2 separate regions of the Macaca mulatta genome follow, and region 2 is linked to region 1. The links are chromatin contacts, called in public Hi-C maps. All regions are on one chromosome and are shown on one strand. The core of a region is the stretch at or near the end of the contact, and the rest is flanking DNA. Distances in the headings are between cores, read along the strand shown. Region 1 holds the start of PTBP3 (polypyrimidine tract binding protein 3). Region 2 holds the start of UGCG (UDP-glucose ceramide glucosyltransferase).

The links. Hi-C and Micro-C count contacts between places; a contact is called where the count stands out from the background.
Region 2: a contact with region 1 is called in a Hi-C map of fetal cortical plate, with 2.3 times the contacts expected there. The contact joins the promoter of UGCG here to the promoter of PTBP3 in region 1. A contact is called at or near these places in 4 of 14 Hi-C or Micro-C datasets (blood, cortical neurons, fetal cortex germinal zone and 1 more).

Annotation. Positions count from the first base shown.
Region 1 is chr15:45,976,066-45,981,296 of T2T-MMU8v2.0, forward strand. It overlaps PTBP3 (polypyrimidine tract binding protein 3), which reads left to right and starts at 3,546. Exons shown (of 14, transcript XM_077968333.1): 1 at 3,546-3,695.
Region 2 is chr15:46,417,856-46,423,168 of T2T-MMU8v2.0, forward strand. It overlaps UGCG (UDP-glucose ceramide glucosyltransferase), which reads right to left and starts at 2,093. Exons shown (of 9, transcript NM_001257723.1): 1 at 1,925-2,093. The coding sequence starts at 2,022.

The DNA of each region.
Region 1 (5,231 bases), core at 2,296-4,795:
TATGCCATTCTACTGCCTCAGCCTCCGGAGTAGCTGGGACTACAGGCGCCCGCCACCTCGCCCAGCTAGTTTTTTGTATTTTTTAGTAGAGACGGAGTTTCACCGTGTTCGCCAGGATGGTCTCGATCTCCTGACCTCGTGATCCGCCCGTCTCGGCCTCCCAAAGTGCTGGGATTACAGGCTTGAGCCACCGCGCCCGGCCAAGGCTTCACCTTTTTTGTTGTAAACTGTTTTCTGTTTTCTTATATCTAGGCTTCTGTTGTAAAGCTGGACATTGAGTATTTAGGAAATGCCAAACAGTTTTGTTAATTTCAGTCAGGTGCACTGTCTTTACATTGCAGACTTCTCAGAATTATTGTTAGTATGAATAATAAATTTCAGACACACTTCATATTTACCTTTATTTATTGAGAGATGGGGTCTTCCTGTTATTTTTTAATATTGAAATTTGGAATAGCAAAGATAGGGGTGATGTTCTGCTATTTTTAATATTAAAATCTGTTAGCTTAAAGCATAGGGTAAGAGATACATAATTTTAATAATTTATTTTTATTTTTATAAAAATATAGAGACAGGGTTTCACCATGTTGCCCAGGCTGTTCTCACACTCCTGAGCTCAAGCAATGCTGCCGCTTTGACCTCCCAAAGTGCTGGGATTACAGGTGTGAGACATCATGCCCAGCCAATTTTTTTTTTTTAAATAAACTGTAAATTGGTGCAGCCTTTTGGGAATCATTTTCAAAAAAATTATCAAATTTGAATCATAGTGGCTATAAAGGCTTTATATAAAGGATTGTGGGAGTATATAAAGGATAAAAAGGCTTATATCCTTTGTTTCTCAATTCTACTTCTAGGGATCTATTCCTCAGATGTAATAATACGCGTGCAAAGATATTCATACATTCATGATATTTTCTGCAATAGTGTTATTTTGAATACTTGGAAACAATGTAATTTCCACTGTTTTGGAAAAGGTTAAATTATGAAATGAAATTATGAGGCTGGCCATAGTGGTTCACGTCTGTAATCCCAGAACTTTGGGAGGCCGAGGTGGGTGGATCATTTGAGGTCAGGAATTCAAGACCAGCCTGGCCAACATGGTGAAACCCCGTCTCTACTAAAAATACAAAAATTAGCCAGGCAGGGTGGCAGGCGCCTGTAATCCTAGCTACTCCAGAGGTTGAGGCAGGGGAATCGCTTGAGCCTGGGAGGTGGAGGTTGCAGTGAGCTGAGATTGCGCCACTGCACTCCAGCCTGGAGTCTCCCTTTGTCACACAGGATGGAGTGCAGTGGCACGATCTCGGCTTACTGCAACCTCCACTTACTGGGTTCAAGAGATTCCCGTGTCTCGGTCGCCCGAGTAGCTGGGATTACAGGCGTGCGCCACCAAGCCGGACTAATTTTCCTATTTTTAGTAGAGACGGGGGTTTCACCATGTTAGCCAGGCTGGCTTTGAACTCCTGACCTTAAATGATCTGCCCGCCTTGGCCTCCCAAAGTGCTGGGATTACAGGCATGAGCCACCACGCCCGGCCATAATCCAGGATTTTTAGGTGAAAAAAAAAAAAAGAAAAAGAAAAAGAAAAAAAAGAAAAATGGTAAAGGTTGCCCGGCGCGGTGGCTCACGCCTGTAATTCCAGCACTTTGGGAGGCCGAGGTGGGTGGATCACGAGGTCAGGAGTTCGAGACCAGCCTGACCAACATGGTGAAATCCCGTCTCTACTAAAAACACAAAAACTAGCCGGGCGTGGTGGCGGGCGCCTGTAATCCCAGCTACTCAGGAGGCTGAGGCAGGAGAATCACTTGACCCGGGAGGTGGAGGTTGCAGTGAGCCCAGACTGTGCCACTGTACTCCAGCCTGGGAGACAGAGCAAGACTCCGTCTCAAAAAAAAAAAAAAAAAAGGTAAAGGTCTCGAAGGATGCACGCAAAATTTTTACAGTGGTAGACATGGGCGGGGGTGGTTTGGGAAGAAAAATATAATTAATAACTTTTCAATATTTTATATCATTTGAATTTTCCAAAATGAGCATTTATGCTGATATTACTTGTGTAGCTAAAAAAAAAGTTAAGGAAATTTCATCAACAGAATATATCCCAAATACAGCGATAGAAAGACTGCATCAGCTACTTATCTTGTTGATTCTACATTTCCATCTGGCAATGTTTACAAATGCAACTTAATATTTAGATTTAATATACAAAACAAAATATATTTGACATTTTGGAAGAGGGACTGAGGTTAGATACAGTACTTTAAGAATGACCTCACCGAATCACTCTACCTATGTGAAAAGTTTTATGCCAAAAACATACATAAACTGACTGAGGAATCCATTCAACAGTGACGGCTGGAACCTGATTTTCTTTTGTATCCATGCAGTGCCCGGCACATAGTAGGTTAATACTGACTGAATGATGAATGAGTCCACAGTTTAGATCTTTTTAGTAGCACCTACTGATCTGAAAGCAGGAAATTAGCAAGGATAGATGTTTGAAGTTCTTGTTAGTTGCTTTTCAAATGACGAAGCCACGGGGAGGAGCCCCGCTCTTTTTTACTCAGGAGGTTAAGACTTTTGCTTAACAGTTTAGTGGGTTACGTTTTGGTGATCTTTGAGTTGAAAAAGTATTCTATTTCACACTAAAAAGGGAAAAAAGCAAGCGTGTTGTCACTCGTTGTATTATATATATACTTTTTGCTCAGACCAGAGGAGAGGGCTCTCTGATGCAAACGTTTCCTGGTTGTGAAACTGTGAGCAAATCACTCTCTTTATATCCATATTTTCATCTGAAAAAAGCGAATAATGAGTAAACTTTTTTAAAATGCTAGAAATATAGCCATTCCATGTTTCTACAATGAATTTTTCATGTACATTCAATACTAGACGGTCAGGTCGAAATGCACTCAGATACTTAGAGTGTATACAAATTCCAGTCCGGGCGGCCTCTTTCACCTCATTCATCGCCCCAGCCACACCTATGGGGCTGCTGCCGGTACCAGCGGTCGACTCCAGCGCGAAGCGGCCAGAGGCTGGCCCCTGGACGTGCCATCTACAGCCTTGCGCACGCGGGGCAATTCTACCTCGTTTCTGGGGTCCTCGCGGGACATTCCTGCCTACTCTTGGGAGTCGGGTCCCCAAGGCTTTTCCCGCCGGCAGAGGGAGGCATTCAAACCCGGCAGCCCGGGTCTGCGAAGCCGGAAGGCCCGCGGGGCCGCGAGAGGGCGGGTGGGGCGCGCGGCGGAGCGGGAAGCACAAGGCGCGCGCTCCCGCGAACGCAGGAGGGAGGCTGGGGGCGCGCGCGCGCGCCGGGATGAGGGGCCGAGAGGCGGGGTCTTACAGCGACCGCTGGAAGAGGGCGCCCCAGAGCCGAGCCGGAGGCCGGCTGCGAGCCGGGCGAGGGTGGGCGCGAGCGCAGGGGCGGGCCCCGAGGGAGGGCGGGGACGCTGAGGGGGCGGGGGCGGGCCAGACGGGGACGCGCTCGCGGGGTGGGGAAGGCGGGGGCGCGGCGGTGGCGGGAGCGTGCCCGGTCCCCGCCCCTGTTTCCCACTCTCCTTCCACCTCGGACCGGCCGGGGCTCCGCAGAGGCGACGCTCGCTTGTCCCCGGAACCGCCCTGCTGCCGCCGCCTGCTTCCTCCGCTTGCGGTTAGCCCGTCAGTCCCTGCTCTGTGCGCGCCTCCGTCTGGGCCATGGATGGGTAAGTGCTAGGCGGCGTGGCGGCCGCACCGGGTTGCTCTGGCGCCGCTTCCACCCGGCTCTCGGCGGGACGCGCAAGGGCTGGGAAGCCGTGCGCGGCGCCGGCGGCCGGAGGAGCGGCCCCGGCCAAGCCCGACGGTGGGGCTTCCGGGCGTCTCTGTGGGGATCCCGGAATCGCCGAGGCGCGGTCCGCCGCAGCCTCTCTTTTCCCCACGCGGTGCCCGGGACACGTCCGCTCCTTCCCAGCCTTACTCGACACACCCGGGAGCGGAAGAAAGCCCGGTCCGGCCGCGGTGCCGAGGTCCGCCTTCCGCGCCCCGAGTCCGGGGAGCCCAGCTCGGCCTCCCGACACTTCCTCTCAGAAAATGGTGCGCGGCGCTGGGGGAGGCGGAGGCGGCGCGCGGGGCGGGCGTCCTCCTGCCGGGGGAGTTGCTGTTTACCGGCGAGGTGGGGCGAGCGGCCGACGGCGGGTGCAGGCGTCGGTACCCGTCTGGGCGGCGACCTGGTCTCAAGCCGCGGTCCCACGCGGGGTCCCCGGGCCGCCGCGGGACTTGGCCGAGGTCTCCCGACTTGTGCTGTGAGATACGTTAACGTTTTCTCGACATCAGGGATCTGGACTTAGTGACCGTGGACGCTTCCCCCTCACCATTCTCTCTCCCCAAGAAACTTAATGAATTCTCTGCCCGCGTATGTAAAATATGATGTACGAGCGATTTTCGGGGGCCTTTCAAATGCTCAAAAATTTAATGGGGGTCCGTGACCAAAATAAAAAGATTTAGAGTCTATGTATATGAACGGTGCTCTGGGGACTCAGGGATATGGGGTGGGACTTGACATATTTTGGTAATTAAAGTAACAACTATGTTAGGATCTTGGTGAATTAATTGAAGGTTGTAGTGTCTGTACCTACAGATTAAAAAAAAAATCTCCAACTCGGTTTATTCCCTTTATGTATTTGAGGTTTTGTTTGGCTTGTTACCTACTTTCGATGACAAGATTTCTGTAAGGTTGTGGAATATATGCAACTTGCTAGAACAGTAAAAGTCGTTCACATGTTGCCATATAGTTGATAATTGTTATGCTATTTGAAGAAGATGAAATCTTCCAACAGGTTTTGACCTCATTAGATTTCATTTATTTTACTTTCACAATATTAAGTGTATATGACATTTCGGATTGATTCATTTGAATACAGATTGCACACTGCTCCAGATATCGAAGTGGAATTTTAGATTTTATTCATGATTGGGATGTTCTTTATTTTTATTTAATTGAAGCTTTAAAAATTTTCTTAAAATTATAACTTTTGGGTCCACAGTAGGTGTGTATATTTTGGGGGGAATTGAAGCTGTTTTTATTGTTTGAAGTTTCTTCGAGAATATTGTTGAAAACTTATTTCACATTGCCTTATTCAGTTAGATTTTATATGTTGAAACATTTTGTGGTCGTAAAGATTTGTGTCGTACTAATATTTTGGTTCAGGCAGGCTGTGAAATTAGCATTTCATTATGTGTAGTTAATTGTCTGGAGGGTTTGA
Region 2 (5,313 bases), core at 843-3,342, 440 kb after region 1:
CCAATAATTCCTCTTTCGGAAATATAACTAAGGAGATCATTTCTCAAAGATGTATGCATACAAATTCATCACAGTGTTGTTTGTAATCTAGATAAATTGGAAACAACCTACACATCCATCAATAATAATAAATTTCAGTACCTGGTAAACTAAAATATCATGCATCTATTACAAATGATGTAGAGATCATACAGATATTGACATGAAAAAAATGGTCATGACATTTTACAGGATAGTTCCATGTGAACAGGGGCCTTGGAATGTTTGCTCTTCATTCTTCCAGCAACTAGAACAGTGCCTTGCACAAAACGGCTTTTCAATAAACATTTATTAAAAAATGAACTTTAAAGCAGGTTACAGAACAATAATCATAATATAGCCCTTTTCTCTCTTCCCCCTTCCCCTCCATCCTTTGCTCTCTCTCACACACACACACACAAATTGGAAGGACAGTCACAAAAGGTTGACAAGGTAATGTACTTTTGGTGTGTGCATGTTTTATTTTTCTCCATCCCTATCTATTGCATAAATTCCTTACACGGTAAGCATTTTTTATTTTTATGACTGTAAAAAGTAACAATTTTTTTTAAAGGAAAAGAACTCACATATTTTAAATGAATTCCAGAATGTGCTCAGTGACTAAGCTCACAAACTCCAAAAACTAAAGTCAACAATATCCAAGTGGCATGTTTTCTTTCACTTTCAAAGAAATATCAGTATAACTTGTACCAGCAGCATCTTTCTTAGTACCAGGAAATGCCACACTGTACTAATAAAATACAGTGTTTCCAAAAGCAAAGGCACACTTCTTCCGCAGTAAAAAGGAAAAAACAAAAACAAAAACAACTAAAAGTAACTAATTTCTTAAAGTCTCTTCCACTAACATACACTCTATTCTAGTTCATGGTAACGATTACTATATACAATTGTTCTTTTTCTCACCCAGACTAAAAATCCAAGTGAATCGATATCAGTAATGTGCTCTATATAATTTTTTCATTTCTTTACAGAGGCAGACTTCACCTTAAACAGTGGATATACCAAACTAGCCACATACCCCATGTCTCTATTCATGCCATCACCCAGTTCTATTTCACTTACATGCTTCATCACAATCTCATAACCTTATTCAGATTTTATCTGCTTCTTCCTTCTAGAATGTAAGCCCCATGAGGACAGGAATTGTGTCCTGCTCACCACCGTGTCCCCTGGCCAAGAATAGTGAATGGTATCTAGTAGGCCTCAAGAAGTATTTGTTAAACAAAAATGAAAAGATGTGGCGGGCGGGGGGTGAGTACAAATCTACATAAGACAGTAAGACGAGGAATTGAAAAAAGGAAAGAAAACCACGCTGATATGTACAAGCTACAGGACTCAAAGCTATCATGCCAGCTCGCAGGTTTGGTGGACATTTTTCAGGGTGGACAGGTGCTTCACACCTATCTAAGCGCACAGAGCTCTTCCAGGAAGAAGAAAATCCACAGGGAGGTGTCCAGAGAGCTGTGAGCAGCTCCCAGAAAAGTGGACACAATCACCACCCTAACAGAAACGTGGCCCAGGTCGGAAGAAAAAAACAATACACCATACATCTCGGCCCAGATGAAAAATCACACGAATCCCCAGCACAACCAAACCGATCCACCACCTTCATTCAGCCTGACATGTAAGAGCAGTCTCCTTTCGCCTGGCTGGGCAGTCACCGGCAACCCAGCAAACCCCTCCCTCGCCCAACACTTTTCCCTCTCAAAGACCACCGCCACTGCCGGTCCGAGGGGCGAGGGAACGGGGGGGGGAACAGCCTGAGGATCAGCTTTCTCCACCCCCGCCCGAGCCCAGTCCCCTTCAAAGCACAAACATTTCCCATTCTCGCCTGTCCCCGAGGCCCGGACCCCCGCCCGAGCCCCTCCTGCGGTCCCTCACTCACGTGTAGATGATGGCCATGAAATGCATCAGCCACAGCACCAAGAAGAGGACGAACCCGAAGACGGCCATTCCCTCCAGGGCCAGGTCCAGCAGCGCCATCCCCCGGCCCGCCGGCCCGGCCCGGCCCGCTGCGGCCGCCAACACGGACAACCCTCCCGCAGGAGGAGGACAGGGTGGGCGCCCGGTGCGGGGGCGCGGGAGGCGAGAAGAAGGTGGGGAGAGGAAGGGGCGGAGGGGGGTGGGGACGCAAGGGGCGGGCAGGGCCTGCGCGCCCCCGCCCGCGCGCTCTCGCCCGCGCGCTGCCTTCGGCGCGCTCGCGGGTGGCTGCGGGTGCTGCGGTCTCCCGGCTCTGGTCGGGGCAACTGCGGCCCCACGCCCCGGCTCGCCTCTCCCGACCCTCGCTGCCGCCGGCCAGACCCTGCGCTCCGGCACCTCCGCCGCCTCTCCGTCTCGCCGCTGGGCTCCCGGCCGAGCAGCTCCGCTGCCTGGCTCCGCCGCCGCAGCTCCGCGCACTAATCAAAACCGGCGGCTCGCGCCCCACTCCTCGGCGCGTCCCGCCCCCGGAACCGCGGCGCCCGCCTCTCCCAGGGGCGGTGCCCCCGCCGCTCCACGCCCACCCTGCCGCCCGCGCGCCCGCTGCGGCGCCGGCGAGAGCGCGCCGGGGAGATAGTGTCCTGCTGTCCGCTGGACGCCGGCCGGGCTTCCTCCGGCTCCTGGCTCCGGCTGCCGCCCGCCTAGGCGGGAAGCGTTGTAGCCCTGGGCCGAGCTCCCTTGGCGGCGGTGGCGGCTCGGGACCCTGTGCATGGCCCGGAGGCTGCTCTCCCTCCGTCCGGCCCTGCTGTTCCCGGGTGCCCCAGAAAAAGACGCGGGTTCCGGGCAGCTGCCGGAGCTTGTCTCGAAATCCCACTTCCAACGCCGCGTCTGCAGCCTCCCCGCCGGGCACTGCTCGGAGGAACCAGGCCCTCCTCCAGGCCACCTTCCTGGGCGCAAGGGTTGCCCATTGCCTTCCCTCTTACTGCTTTTAGTGCTGTGAGATATTGGATCAAAAGGGACCTGAGAGTGAAATAATCTCCATGCGCCTCACAGATCTCTAAGCGCCTTGGCGACCGTGTGTATTATAAAAAGAAAATCTCAAACTCAGAATTAAAGAATCAGTTGATTCTGAAATCCCCTAAGACTGCTGTCCAATACGGTAGCCACATGTGGCTAAGTGAGGGTTGTTGGAAAGGCAGCTCGCCACTCTGTGGAATACAGTGTAAACAGTACACCAGATGTGGAAGACCATCTCGTTAGTAAATTTTATATTGATTGCATGTTGAAAAGATAATATTTTGGACATATTACATTAAATTAGATAAATTATTAAGTTAATTTCTCTTTTTAAAGACTTTAACTGTGGCTAACTACTAGAAAATTTTGATTGTATATGTGGACAGCACAGCTCTAAAATGGAAAGAAATGCCACTTGGGTAGTAGGGTAACTATTTGTCCTAATTTTAAGTAATTCCAAGAAGATGCTAGTACTCCATGTTTCTGTTTCTTCAATCTAGATGAGTTTATGCTATTTCTACATTGTTTTATGTTTATTGTTTCAAGTAATTTCCTTTTAAATAATCCACGACCTCCCTTGAGAGATTTCAGAATTGAATTCAATTTTGAAAAGAAGCTGTGGCCGGGTGCGGTGGCTCGCGCCTGTAATACCAACACTTTGGGGCCGAGGCAGGTGGATCACGAGGTCAGGAGTTCAAGACCGGCCTGGCCAAGATGGTGAAAGCCTGTCTCTACTAAAATTACAAAAAATTAGCCGGGTGTGGTGGCGGGCGCCTGTAATCCCAGCTACTCCGGAGGCTGAGGCAGAGAATTGCTTAAAGCTGGGGGGCGGAGGTTGCAGTCAGCCGAGATTGCGCCGCTGCACACCAGCCTGGGTAACAGAGCGGGATTCCGTCTCAAAAAAAAAAAAAAAAAAAAAAAAAAAAGACAGAAAGAAAAGTTGTTTATTATTGCTGTTTATGATAGTTAATAGTGACTGAATGATCTACCTCAATCTGCAAATAAATGACAAACTACAACTAGAAGAGTTAATGTCCGAACCATTCCTCGATTAACATCCTTGGTTCCACTGGTGTAGAATCAGTGGGAAAGAACAATGCTTCGAAATCAAATTCCCGCTGTTAAGAGTTTCTGGTTGATAAAAATAGCAGGATTGAGGGCCAGGCGCAGTGGCTCATGCCTGTAATCCCACCAGTTTGGGAGGCCCAGACAGGAGGATTGCTTGAAGCCAGGAGTTTGGGAGATCAGCCTGGGCAACATGACGAAACTCTGTCTCTACAAAACAAAAACAAAAACAAAAACAAAAACCAAAGCAAAACAATTAGCCAGGTATGGTGATGGCACCTGTAGTCCCAGCTACTGGGAAGGCTGAGGTGGTAGGATCACCTGTTCCTAGGAAGTGGCGGATGCAGTGAGCTGTGATCGTGCCACTTGACTCCAGCCTGGGTGACAGTGAGACCCTGTAAAAAAACACACAAACAAACAAACAAAAAAACCAGAATAGAATCCTGATACTGAAATAACATTCCAAACAAAAATTTACTGTTGTAGTTAATTCTAAAGCACACTTCAAAAAAACACTAATAAATTTTAATTTCTCTGAAATGGAAATGCATCTCATCGTCAATGCCATATTACAATTAATTAGCGTGTGTTTTATCTTTTTCCCTTTTTTTTTTCTGAGATGGAGTCTCGGTCTGTTGCCCAGGCTGGAGTGCAGTGGCATGATCTAGGCTCATGGCAACCTCTGCCTCCCCGAGTTCAAGCAATTCTCCTGTCCCACCTTCCCGGGTAGCTGGGACTACGGTGCATGCCACGACGCCCAACTAATTTTTGTGTTTTTAGTAGAGACAGGGTTTCACCATATTGGTCAGGCTGGTCTCGAACTCCTGACCTCAGGTGATCCACTGGCCTCAGCCTTCCAAAGTGCTGGGATTACAGGCATGAGTCACCGCGCCCAGCCAATGGCTTGTGGGTTTTTTTTTTACTCAAATATAAAATAATAGTGCATCTTAGTGATATATAAAATAATACTGCATCTTATAATTAAATGCCCTCTTAGATTTAAGGAACTACACCAATTGCTTAATTTAAGCATTGTTTTATATTCTGCATTTTTTGAAAAAAATGTTTTCTGAAACCTTACAACAAAGGATTTTATACAGTATGACCAATAACACAAAAAAATGAGGCCAAAGAAATGTGAATGTAGATATTCTTAAGAGTTAACAAATTTGCTAAATTGAGTATAATCAGTAGATTAAAGATCAGTTATATTATACTTGACCCTAGTTAAACTATGTTTACCCAAACTTCGTTTTAAAACAACAGCTTTAGCAA